Linked DNA regions of Mus musculus: region 1 is linked to region 2. Evidence: chromatin contacts called from public HiCAR-type data. All regions are on one chromosome and are shown on one strand. The core of a region is the stretch at or near the end of the contact, and the rest is flanking DNA. Distances in the headings are between cores, read along the strand shown. Region 1 overlaps Lamc1 (laminin, gamma 1). Region 2 overlaps Rgl1 (ral guanine nucleotide dissociation stimulator,-like 1).

What was found. HiCAR-type assays count read pairs that join an accessible place to other places.
Region 1: a HiCAR-type map of embryonic stem cells shows a contact between it and region 2, with 4 times the contacts expected there. The contact joins two enhancer-like sites. A contact is called at or near these places in 4 of 39 promoter capture datasets (the 3T3-L1 cell line, 3T3-L1-derived adipocytes, the C10 cell line and 1 more) and 2 of 115 datasets of contacts at active chromatin or transcription factors (craniofacial prominence and embryonic stem cells).

Annotation. Positions count from the first base shown.
Region 1 is chr1:153,316,484-153,322,302 of GRCm38.p6, reverse strand. The region is part of intron 1 of Lamc1 (laminin, gamma 1); the gene reads left to right. Among named protein-coding and RNA genes, the nearest start is that of Lamc1, 13 kb to the left of the region's middle. Within about 2 kb of position 1,877, at least 53 of the 459 cell types and tissues checked have an H3K27ac peak or open chromatin away from gene starts, as enhancers often do. A contact at or near this core is called in embryonic stem cells, where this site is marked.
Region 2 is chr1:152,570,309-152,576,138 of GRCm38.p6, reverse strand. Rgl1 (ral guanine nucleotide dissociation stimulator,-like 1) reads left to right here. Exons shown (of 18, transcript NM_016846.4): 4 at 4,464-4,541. Among named protein-coding and RNA genes, the nearest start is that of Gm51749, 33 kb to the right of the region's middle. Within about 2 kb of position 2,893, at least 36 of the 459 cell types and tissues checked have an H3K27ac peak or open chromatin away from gene starts, as enhancers often do. A contact at or near this core is called in embryonic stem cells, where this site is marked.

The DNA.
Region 1 (5,819 bases), core at 628-3,127, 750 kb before region 2:
CCTTTAAACCTGTACTAGGGAGTGACTTGTGGTGGAGTCTGCTAGGTACAATACATTCAAGCTTGAATTGGGTGGCTTTCTTGGAGAAGTGTGTGAAGCTAACATATTACCAGTTGTGTCAGGAGTCTCTCCCCCTCCCCCCACTTATGCCTTGAGCTTGTTGCATTGAGATTCTATTTGTTGAACAAAGACATTATTTAAATGGCAGCCAGGGAGAAAATTTTTCCTTTAAGGATTTTGTAATATGTAATGGATATCAAAGACACTTGCTGTACCGGTACTGAGGGAATCTGTAATGTGTCTGAGGGGTTAAGACAGAAACATCCATCCATAGGAAAAATGACTCGGTGGAGATTTTCAGAGTGCTAGGGAGTGCTGCAGATCACTTGAGAGGTGAGCGACAAGTCAGCCGGGAAAAGCTGATTGGCTTTTGAAAACAGCTAATGGACATGAATGAAGGACCTTCCAGGAAGGCTGGATTGTTTGAGCGTCAATATTCTAAACACAAACTAGAACAAAAATTCTAAAAATAATCAGGTAATTGTGAAGGAAGGCGTGGCTCACCTTGCGTGGAGTAACGTGAATGGTTTCAGCTTGGAAACCGGTTAGCAGAAGAAAGCGAGGTTTGCCTCTTAGTCATTCTGGCTAAGAGCAAGTGAAGAAGGCAGATTCGTGAGCCCTGTGCTGGGTGCCTCCGAGTTCTGCGGCCTCAAGAGCCGATACCTCTGTGAGGAATGAGGTGAGGTGACTTGTGACTTCCCTGTGGTCACACAGGTGGGTGTCGGTGGGATCCTGGGCTCACAAGCTTCAGTCACGCCCCTGCCCCTCTGCCACCTGAGAGCAGACTTGGCACATGAACTCTACAGCGAACTGTAGAGACCTTCACCTGGGCAAAGGACCAAGTGACTCCATCAGAGAGCTAAGCCTCGTGTCTCTGACTTTGCTGGAAAAAGCTGGATTTGGAATTTTTAGTTTTCAGATTTTTTTTTAAGAGAGCTTTATACTGATTTTTAAATGAAACGCTCTTAAAGGGACAACTTTTAGGTTCAGAGTCCTTTAACTAGTCGTGTAATATTTAGTCTTATGCCTTTTGGAATGTTGAAGGAATGTATTGAATTTCAGAATGAGGCCCTGGGTTTTGTCAGTGTCTCCTAATAGAAAAGGGGGAAGCATACCATGTACTATTCTGAAGGGTGGTCAGTAAACTCCAATTATATGGGGGAATGCACCTTATCTCATTTCCTACCTCGGCCACTATTCCTTTCTGCTTGCTGAATTGCTGAGCTCAGTTCAACTGTTCCCTTTATCTGACATCACTAAAGATAAGGCTTCAAGGCGGCCTGGTTGATCTCCAGTTCTAGTCTGTTTCTCCTCTGCTCCCAGTAAATTCTGACCCTGCTATGGTGGCTTTGTGTGTGTGTGTGTATTCCTCAAGTTTGCTGAGTAGGTCTAATGTGCATTTTTATTGACTGATTAGCGAGATAGCTTCTGTACCCCCAGGAACTTTCCTTTGTCACCCGTTCCTTCTTTCAGGCTCCAGAGCCCCACCATTCACTTTGATTTCTGTTGATGCAAATTTGCCAAGCTATCAACCTCCGACTTGCTAATCTTTCTGGAGCTAAGGTTCATTTGAAGGTCACTGGTGGGTTTTTTCTTTCTTTCTTTCTTTCTTTCTTTTTTTTGGCTTTATTTCTGAGAACGGGCCATAATTGCCTTGGAAGACTTGTGTTTGTGGTGGGTTTGTGCCTCGGCCTGTCATAGTTCACTTCTCTGAATTGAAGATTCAGACAAACAAACAAACTCAACCCAGACCCAAACACTTCAACCCAGAGCCCTCCAGGCTTGAGCTGCCTGAGGAATTTCCGTGTTTCTGTCCGCCCTTTCTGCTTTCCTTACAGACAGACCGACCTCCTCAGCCCCTACCTTCTTTCTGTCCTTGTGTGGAGAATGTGGTTACACCACCACATAAGAAGCACTGGGGACTGTTAAAGGCTTTGATGAGTTTCTTTTCTTGTGGGATGGGGTGGCACTCCTTGCTGCACAGAAGTAGGGTGAGATGGGGGAGGGAGTGTTGGTTTTAGAAGCCTCCACCCCTGCTTCTCTCTCCTCCCCCTCCCACTGGTAAAATATGTTCTTGGCGTGTTCTATCAATTGATTCCAAAGAGAATGAAAATGTCCTACCTTTTCCAGGAGAAGAAAGGGTGTAGGGAGAACACGGAATGCGTTGTCAGGCACTAGGAAGTAATAATTTCCCGCCTTCAGCTCACACTGTAATTGAAGGCAGGAAAAAGTTTGCCTGCAGATTTCTAAATTCTATGACCATCTTAGGAATACGAGATTGCTCCTTGGCAATGTAAAACTATTGATTGACATGGAATTTCAGTTTTGTGTCCTTAACTTACAACATTTAGAACCTTAGCTTCTGGGAGGTGAACACTTTTAGAGTAGGTGGCTGTTGTGGTTTAAATGTGTACCAAGTTCATGCCTCGGCCACCGATCCAGTCTTCTCGTGTTGACAGAGGGGTGGTTATTTATGAAGACCTGCTCTAAGTGTCTTTGGCATGGCTGTGGGTTTATTGTGAAAGTCAGTTTGGATCCTCCTGGTTTATTTATGCTCTTGCTGTGGGATGCTTCCATTGTGTTACAATCCACAAGAAGACCCTTACCAGGTAGGTACCAGCAGGCTTTGGGATGTCTCAGCCTCCAGAACCTTGAGCCAAGTCAATTTCTGTTTATTTTAAATTACTCAGTCTGAATATAGCAGCAGGAAATGGATCAAGATAGTGGCTAACTAGAGTAGTAATAATGAAATTATGGAGTTTGTAGAGAATATAGGTAAATCCTATATATAGTCATACATGCCTATATCCATGCAATGCCTGGGAGGTGGGATGGAGGTCAGAAGTTCAGAGTTACCTTAGGCAGCTGTGGGAGCCCAAGACTCAACAACAGTCCTTAGGGAAGTTTAAGCTGTTAAAAATATTTTGACAAAAGGATTCGAGTTTAATTTATTTTAAACTCATACCAAGGAAATTGGGGTTGGTGAGATGGCTCAGTGGATAAAGGGACTTTATTCAGCCTAGGGACCTGAGTCTGATTCTTGGAACTTGTATAAGGGTAGGAAGAGAGACTTGACCCCATAAAGCTGTTCTCTGACCTACAGACATGCACAAGTATATATACACACCATGGCATGTGTACCCACCACATGCATGTGTACACAGTAATGCATACAGTTAATGGTGGTGTGGTTGCCTGAGGCTTGTAGTTAATCTGCTCAGCTGCGTTTCTCAGGTGTTCCTGCTCATCACATCAAATAGTCTGATAGGTCTAGTGACTTCACCTGTGACTGGTGAGCCTGATGCTTTTAGGGGCTAGGGTAGAGGACAGTGTTAAATCCCCTGGGACCAGAGTCACAGACAGTAATAAGATGCTTGATGTAGGTGCTAGGAACTGGACCTGAGTCCTTTGACAGAGCAGCAAGTGCTCATAGCTGCTGAACCTTCTCTTCATCCCCTGAGGTTCTATGTTTGTTTTTTTAAAGACAGGGTCACACCATGTAACTGGCTGGCTTGGAATTCATTGGGAAGGTTAGGCTGGCCTTGAACACGTGGAGATTGGCCTGCCTCTGCCTCCCGAGTGCTGGGATTAAAGGTGTGCATCATCACGCTCAGCTAAGTTTTTGACTTGTGTTTTAATATGAGATCATAATTTGATACAAGCGAGCATCCTAAGAATTTTCCTTGCAGTTGTTCATGTTGGATGTGGGGAGAAGCTGGGATGAAGGTTATGGGGTGGGGACTGATGACGCTTGTTAGATGCCTTAAGACCACTTCGTGGGAAAAGTGTTGCGATCAGGAGACCGCATGCCCCAGATTGACTTTGTAGATCACTTCTATGCAGAGTTGGAATTTATAGTGAGTATTTTAGATAAACACATGCAATAGAAACTTCCCAAGAGATTACAGATTCTTAGAATTTTACAGATTATGAAAGTTTATGGAAACATCTGTAATGCAGCTGTGATAAAGTTTGTTTACTTTTATCAACTTTAGAAGTTCAAGCATGTTTACTGCTGTCGTCAGGGTTTTTACCCCATGCCGAGATAGAAGTTAGCACTGACCTGTGGTGGACATGGGAACCACTTGGTTTGGTAGTCATCTTGAGAAGGCTTTGGTTTTTGATGACATCCCGTGTAAAACTGGGCTGTGCTGGCCCAGACGGCAGTGGTGGGTGTGGATCATGACTAGGGGAGACTCTGGAAACAGACAAACCTTCCAGATGTCTAGAGAATGTGGACTTGCGGCGGCCTGTGCTTGCCGTTCTTGTGTCTGTATCTGTCCTGCTTTGACTTTCATGGTTGCTTTAGGGAAGGGCCCGAGGACCTGTTTCTTAGATTGGGAAATAAAATGGAAGTTAACGTTTTTCTGGAAGCCTTTTAGTTGGTATTGGCTTTTCTGTGAGAGAAAGAGACCGAGAAGCCGTCTCAGTCCCTTAAGGCCGACTGTGGGTGGGGGCGGCCTCGAGGATGTGGCTGAGAGGTAACGGAAAGCAGATTCATTCATGGCTCTGGTGAGCTTCAGTTATGAAACGGGCCTCCAGTGCCCCAGTCAGCAGCCTGTGAACCATGCCTGACTGAATGGGTCTTGGTTTTGAAATTTACAGATTGCCTGGATCCCCACTGTCTCCTTGGCCTTCTTCTCAGATGCAGCTGTTTTTGTTACTACATCATTTTGTGTTTTAACTGGCTGGTTACTTTCCCAGTCCCTTTTATGGTGAATAATGACACATGGAGCTTGAACACCCAAGTGTGTGGCTAATCAAACAGGAAATCTCAAGGAAGCACAGAGAAACAAAAGACAAGACAGGAAAGGTCATTCATGAGCCTAGGCAGTAGACATCTGCGGGAACATCTGACAGCTTGAGACAGGCTGGAAACTCAACCAGTGGAATGTTTTATGTGGGACTTGCTGTTTTTCTTATGCATTGGAAATATTAAGCCTTAATAAATTAGATAGAAGTGAAGGTGAAAGAGAGAGAGAGAGAGAGAGAGAAAAGAATGTGGCATTCTTGCCTTTCAAACGGGAAGGCAGCTCTGGCCGCAGGGTGCCTTGGATCTAAAAGTCTGATGTGTCCTGTCTGAAGCAGCAGTGAAGCTGCATGTGGGGTGAACGAGTGACTGGAGGTGACGACCGGGTTAAAAGATGGCTTTAAGCAGTGCCTGAGGAATAGGAGGTTAAAAACAATTAGGCGGCACGGCTATCATTGTAGCGGGAGGATTTTGACTTCCAGGCAGCCTGGGCTGCATAGCTAGTCTATAACCAAAGAACCAAAGAGAAGAAGAAAGAAAAATGTGGTCTAGTAGGAGAGCAAACCTATCAACAGATCCCTAATGCTAATCCTGGGACACAGAGTTGTGACAAGAACAGAAAACACCATGGGAACCGCGGAAACTCCAGTTACCTACAGAGATGTCAGCAGTCCGTATGAATACTACAAAGACAGTCCATATAAATGCCTTCTCAGAAGCAACTGTCTGGTGACCTTTAAGATTTATTTATTTATATGTATATGAATACACTGTTGCTGTCTTCAGACACACCAGAAGAGGGCATCAGATGCCCATTACAGGTGGCTGTGAGCTACCATGTGGTTGCTGGGAATTGAACTCTGGACCTCTGGAAGGAAGAGCAGTCAGTGCTCTTAGCTGCTGAGCCATCTCTCCAGCCTGTATAGAGATTCTTGCCTCCTCTGATCAGAGACTTGTCAGGACCAGCCATTTAAATGCTATCTTCTACATAATAATGAAATTAGGAAGC
Region 2 (5,830 bases), core at 1,644-4,143:
ACCATCCTCATCCAATGATGACTAAAGCAGTCCAAGAATGAGTTCATGGATGAGTGGACAGGGTCCTGACATGATAAAATGAACATGCAGATAGGGCCTTCTAACATGTGTGGGAGGGCAGTGACTTAGTGCTGGGCCCAGGGCCTGCCTGCCAAGGTTCAAGTCCCTCTTCCGCCTGCCAGTGATGTCGTCCAGGCTTTCTTACACAGGCTTTCTGGGTCACACTTCACCTCTCTGTGAAGCTGGACGAGTGATAGCACCCTGTGGGGTTATTATGGGAATCGAGTGAAACAATCCACCAAAGCAGTGGGCACCCTTCCTGCCATATAACAAGTGACCTGTTATTACCATTGGCTCATTTGCCAGCATCAAGCAGGGCTCACAAAGTCCTTTATGGTGACCGCATCCTGGTCTGCTTCTACTGAGACTTCGCTGTTGGGGCACAGATGTGAGGTGGTTCTCTCTGTAGAGAGATGGTGTCTGTGGACAACTTAGGACCCCTTGCTTCAGATACATGTTAAAAGCTATGCTCAGATGGGTTTCAAACAAACTTCTTGAAAGTGGCTCTTCCAGATTTAAACATTATGTTTTTTCTTTCTCTTATTCAAGTAGTTTTAATAATTGCTTACAGCTATACTATACAAGGCATTTGTAAGCCTTTCTTTCTGCCTGATGACAACATGAGAAACCCATGTCAAAAGTCATCTGGCAATGTGGATTTCGATTTAAGTTTTATAAAGAAGGGCATTTGCTCCTTGGTATGCCTAAGGGAGTTGAGCTTTGATCTCCAGCCCTGAGGAGGCTTGGTGGAAATTGGAGATGACATTGTTGACGGGTTCATCTGTAGCTTTTCTGTTGCCACTAATTAAGCACACACACATGCACGTGTTCTGTTTACCCCCTTGGAGGAGAGGAAGTGAACTTGACTTTGATTTTTGATGGGAAGCTGTGAGCGGGTTCAGGGATACATCAAAGGGGCCTTCCTCGTCTGGTAAAACCAACTCTGACATGAACATTAAAGAGCTCTCCATTCCAAAGCTAGATGCGTTTTGTTTTCCCCATAGAACATGACTTCTCCTTAATGATAAGACAGGGCAAGAGCGGACAGTCACCCCTGACTAGTGCATTCAGGTCTAGAAGGGTTTCCCCCCTTCTTCTTCTTTATAACAGCACATACATACCTTTGTGGTTTCATACTGCTAGTACCTCCAGGATATCTTTTTTTTTTTAATTCTTAAAACCTTTTTCATGTTAATTTTGGATATTTTGAATAACTACAGCCAAAGCTCAAAATAAACTTTTATGCTCCTAAGCCAGTGGCTCTCAATCTGTGGGTCACAGCCCCTTTGTCAAACCTTTATCTCGAAGATATTTACATTTCAATTCATAACAGTAGCATAACAGCAATGAAAGCGATCTTCTGTCAGGGAGTCCCCACGACATGATGAGCGAGCTGTATTAAAGGGTCACAGCGTTAGGAAGGTTGAGAACCACTGTCCTAAGCCCTTAAAGGACAGGTTAGGACCCTGTGTGCGTGGGGAGGGGCAGGTGGTGCTTTGAACCGCGCATGAGAGCGGTCAGTTGGCATGTCTGCTGTGGCCTCACTGGGCACAAGCATTGTCGTAAGCGTCCAAGAGCCGTGAGCACAGAGTCAAAAGTACCACTCACCTAGAATTTATGCTCTGCTCGGTACCCAGCCCGGCAAAGCTGACCTTATATCGTGTTAGGAGATGTTGAAAGCTGTGGAGAGTAAGGTGGTAAAGGGGTGGTGTCAGAGTCGGGGTGCGTTTTAAACAGGATGTGTAGGGAAGGCCTACACCGATAGGCAGCACTTCAGCAAAGATCTGAGGGACCCAAAGAACCTGCCATCGGAAGCAGCAGAAGCAAGAGACAGCTGTGAGGTGGGGGTCGGGAAAGTGGGGGAATGGTTGACAGGTTGGCGAGGCAGGAGTGAGTGAGGGAAACGTGGAAGTTATGGACCGAGCGCAGTGAGCAGATTTCATGGTCTGTGGGAGGTGAGACTGGGCTTTTCTCAGACTGGAATCATGGGAGGGGCCTGAGGGGAGAAGGGCTAGGTCCTCAACAGAACTGTGATGGGTGGGTAGACACCCATAGATCAGATTAGTTAAGTGGCCTTTGACTTGCTTTACCCTGAAGATGGCCACCTTTAGAGGCAGAGTAGAAAGAGAAGTGCTAAGAAGTGTTTGGACTCGGGTATGTCGTAAAGGCAGAGCTGGAGGTTTTCTGCATGGGTCGATGGAGCAAGATTTGAGCAGCTGGACCTTGTGCCCTTCCAAGCCTTGCTTGATGATTGACAGCTCCTGGAGGCCTCTGAGTTATTTCCAAACCGTCACCTTGATCCCAGTTGTGAACTGTGGACAGACACTGGCAGTGGAGAGAAGGAGTAGTTACATGATCTTAGCCATTGTTAATGGGAACAGGCTAATCAACGCACAGGAATGCGCAGTCTTTCTCGGCACCAACGGGACAGTGCACTGTGGCATCACATTCTGTGGGAGGAGCTGAAGTAGGTGTTGGTGCCACCCAACCTCTACTTCAGCTCCAAAAAGAACCAAAAAAAAGAGCAGGAGAGCAGGAGAAATTATAGACAAAAGGAAAAAAGAAAAAGGAAGATCTGGAAGCTTCCAGTAGAAACATCTGAAAGAAAGCTATCAGTAAAATGTGTATTTTTTCCTTGAAGGTGCCCCTGGATTACCCTTGTCTATTTATATTTCTCACAGTTCCAGCAGGAAGATAAAAGACATTTCCGGAGAGAAGCTAACAGACAAATTAACATAACAAAACAAAGATTAAGAGCCCTGTTTAGTAACTGAGAGCTTTAGGGAGAAATGGAGAAGCTTGGTGGCTTGCAAATGGCCTCCCTTTCCTGCACCCTCCCCAGACTCCCCTGCAAACCACAGAATCCACTGTGAGGCAACATGAGGACACAGTTCACTGTGATGGTGGCCCAAGGAAAGAGCCAAAAGAATCCCACTTTGTTTATTTACTGGGCGCTTCATTTCCCACTCCTGCCTGGCTCGTGTGGGGTGGAGGAAATCTTAATCTGACTGAGCTCCTGTGTCAGGAAGAGCAGAGGGCGGCCCGGAAAGCTGTCACGGAGCAGGTGCTGCCCAGGGTGAAGGGGGCAGGAGGTCTGCAACCATGGGAAAGACCATGAGGCCAAGAGACCAGTAAGGCTGATGAGGTAGAGAGAGGAGCAGTGTGTGTGTGTGTGTGTGTGTGTGGAACTTGTCGGCATGGGGTGATTGAGACACCAGATGAGCTGACAGTCAGTTAAAGCATGCTTTTATTTTGTAAAGAATTTGTAAATCTTGAGAACAAGGAGCCATAGGGTACTAGAGCTTTTAATCCCATTATACAAGACAAAGTGTACTCTTTAAAAATGTAAACCCACCAAATATAATTTCTAGTTTCAAAACTCTTGGGACGACAAACAGCTTTTCAAACTCCAGGGACTTGGAATTCTTTCTTCTTGGGAGGAAAAACTGCAGAAATAATCCAGCCCTTTCGAGTTAATGGAATGTTCCTTAGGGATTGAGTGTCAGTTACTAAATGCATATTCTCTTAGGTTGCTTGCAGAGCTGGGGATGGAGCCAGGGCATTGGGCATGCTAGGCAAAGCACTCTACCACGGAGCCACCTCTCCAGCCCCTAGATACACACTCTCTGCAGAACAAAGCATGATATAATAATACAAAATGAACTTTCCCACATGTAGAGTTAAAAGAAAAGCTTACTGTATACTTGGGAACTGGTCAACTTTTTTAGTAAAAATTTGAGTCTGTGACAAGCAAAATTTTAAATTCTAAGCACCAATGACTTTCCCCAAAACAGGACCCTTGTTCTCTTCCCAGCCTTTGTCTAGATCAGCCTGGCCTTAGGGTAGGTGTAGTCACAACTATAGCTGTTGCCTGCAGCAAAAGACTCTATTCCAGCCCTCGTCTCCATCCTAGCCTTTAAGAGTCCAGGGTTGTTTCCAGGAGCCTCCAACATTGATCTACTCAAAAGGAGGCCACACCCCCAGGTGTCTCATGGATGCAGTGCTTCTGTGCCCATATAAGACCTACATTTCACAAATGTGCCCACAGAGTGGAAGATAGGCTTGCATGAGAGTTCATAAGGAACCTGCTTTCTTTATAGTGTGTGATATCTGATCCTCTTGCTGAGATGAAACCCTGATGTATAGAAGAAATTCTGGGAACTATAGATTATTGTGCAAACATTCTAAAGAAGCGCGATACAGTCTGCTTCTGTTTGGAGTATACTCACCTATCCATCTTGGGTTGTTGTTTGTTTGTTTGTTTGTTTTGTTAATGCTGCTTTATTTTGGTGCTATTTTATATGTATTTATTTCCTTAATTATTCCTGATATGTTAGTTTATGCCCGAAGTTGGTTAGAGCAGCCTTATGACAGTTTTTGTTTGCCCGTTTTCATCTTTAAAGGTATGGAAACCTGACAGGCCCAAACTGTGAAGACGATGGAAGCCAAAGTTCACCCGAGTCCAAGGCCGTGATCCGGAAGTGAGTGTGTCTTCCTTCTCATTGGCACCGTTACTAACTCTCAGTCAGGACAGTGTCTTGGCCAAGCTCAAGCTTGGTACGTGAGCGTGGCGGTGTGTGCCTGCAATCCCAGCACTTGCGAAACCAAGGCAGCAGAAGCGTGAGTGTGAGGCCAGCCTGTCTCAAACAAAACCAAAGTAGTTTAGCAGACTGTTTCACTCGTTTGGATGGGTGCTGCTGTGCCGTCTTGATCCCCCATAGTACCATGGCTAGGGCTGAAGAGAGGGCTCACTTGTTACTTTTTTTGCAGAGGACTGAGGTTCAGTTTCTAGCACACACCTGGTGGCTCACAACCATCAGTAACTCTAGTACCAGGGGATCTGATTCCCTCTTTGGACTTCTGAGAGCACCAGGTATACACGTGGTACACAGAGAACACATTCATACAAATAAAATAAATATATCTAAAAAGTGATCTAATGGTACTCACCGCCCCCCCCCCCCACACACACACAGTAACGCTGTGTGTATCTCCAGCTTACCAGGCGATATTTGAAGGGATATAAGATAAACAGAACACGTGGCCAGCAGTAACTTGTCTTGGCTGTTGCAGAGTTTGTGTGTTAGCAGGAGACAAAGAATAAACACAAGAGTGAAGTATGTAGCAAAGAAGTGTCTGGGCTCCATGGAGCATGGCTTTATACGGGGTGAGAGAAAGAGGCTATCTGATCTGGTGACAGTGGAACGAACACAGTGGTATGAGGTGTGAGCCAAGCAATGTGACATCCAGGCAGAGAGGATATGGAAGAGGCTGGGAAGATGGGATAGCAGGAAGACACAGGGAATAGTGTGGCGCATGCTCAGGATGAAACTCAGGATGCGTTGGAGGTGCGAACAAAGCCAGGATGTGAGGGACTCCGGGCGGTACATTGATACTGATGCTGAGGGACCTGGGGTGGTACATTGATACTGATGCTGAGGGACCTGGGGTGGTACATTGATACTGATGCTGAGGGACCTGGGGTGGTACATGGATACTGATGCTGAGGGAAGAAGGAAGCAAGCATGGCCACCTAGGTTACCAAGCTGTGTGCAAGCCACTGAGTACAACACAGCACAGCACAGCAGCCTAGGTTACCAGGTTGGCTGTGGTTAGCATGGGGACGGAGGCCAGGGTGCAGTAGGAAGCCTGGTTAGCACCTTTACAAGGGTCCAGGCAAGGGGTGATGGGAGTCTGGATGCAAGCAAGGACTAGGGGTGCTCTGCCTATGCAGATACTGAAACAGATAGCTTATCTGGAAGACCAAGAG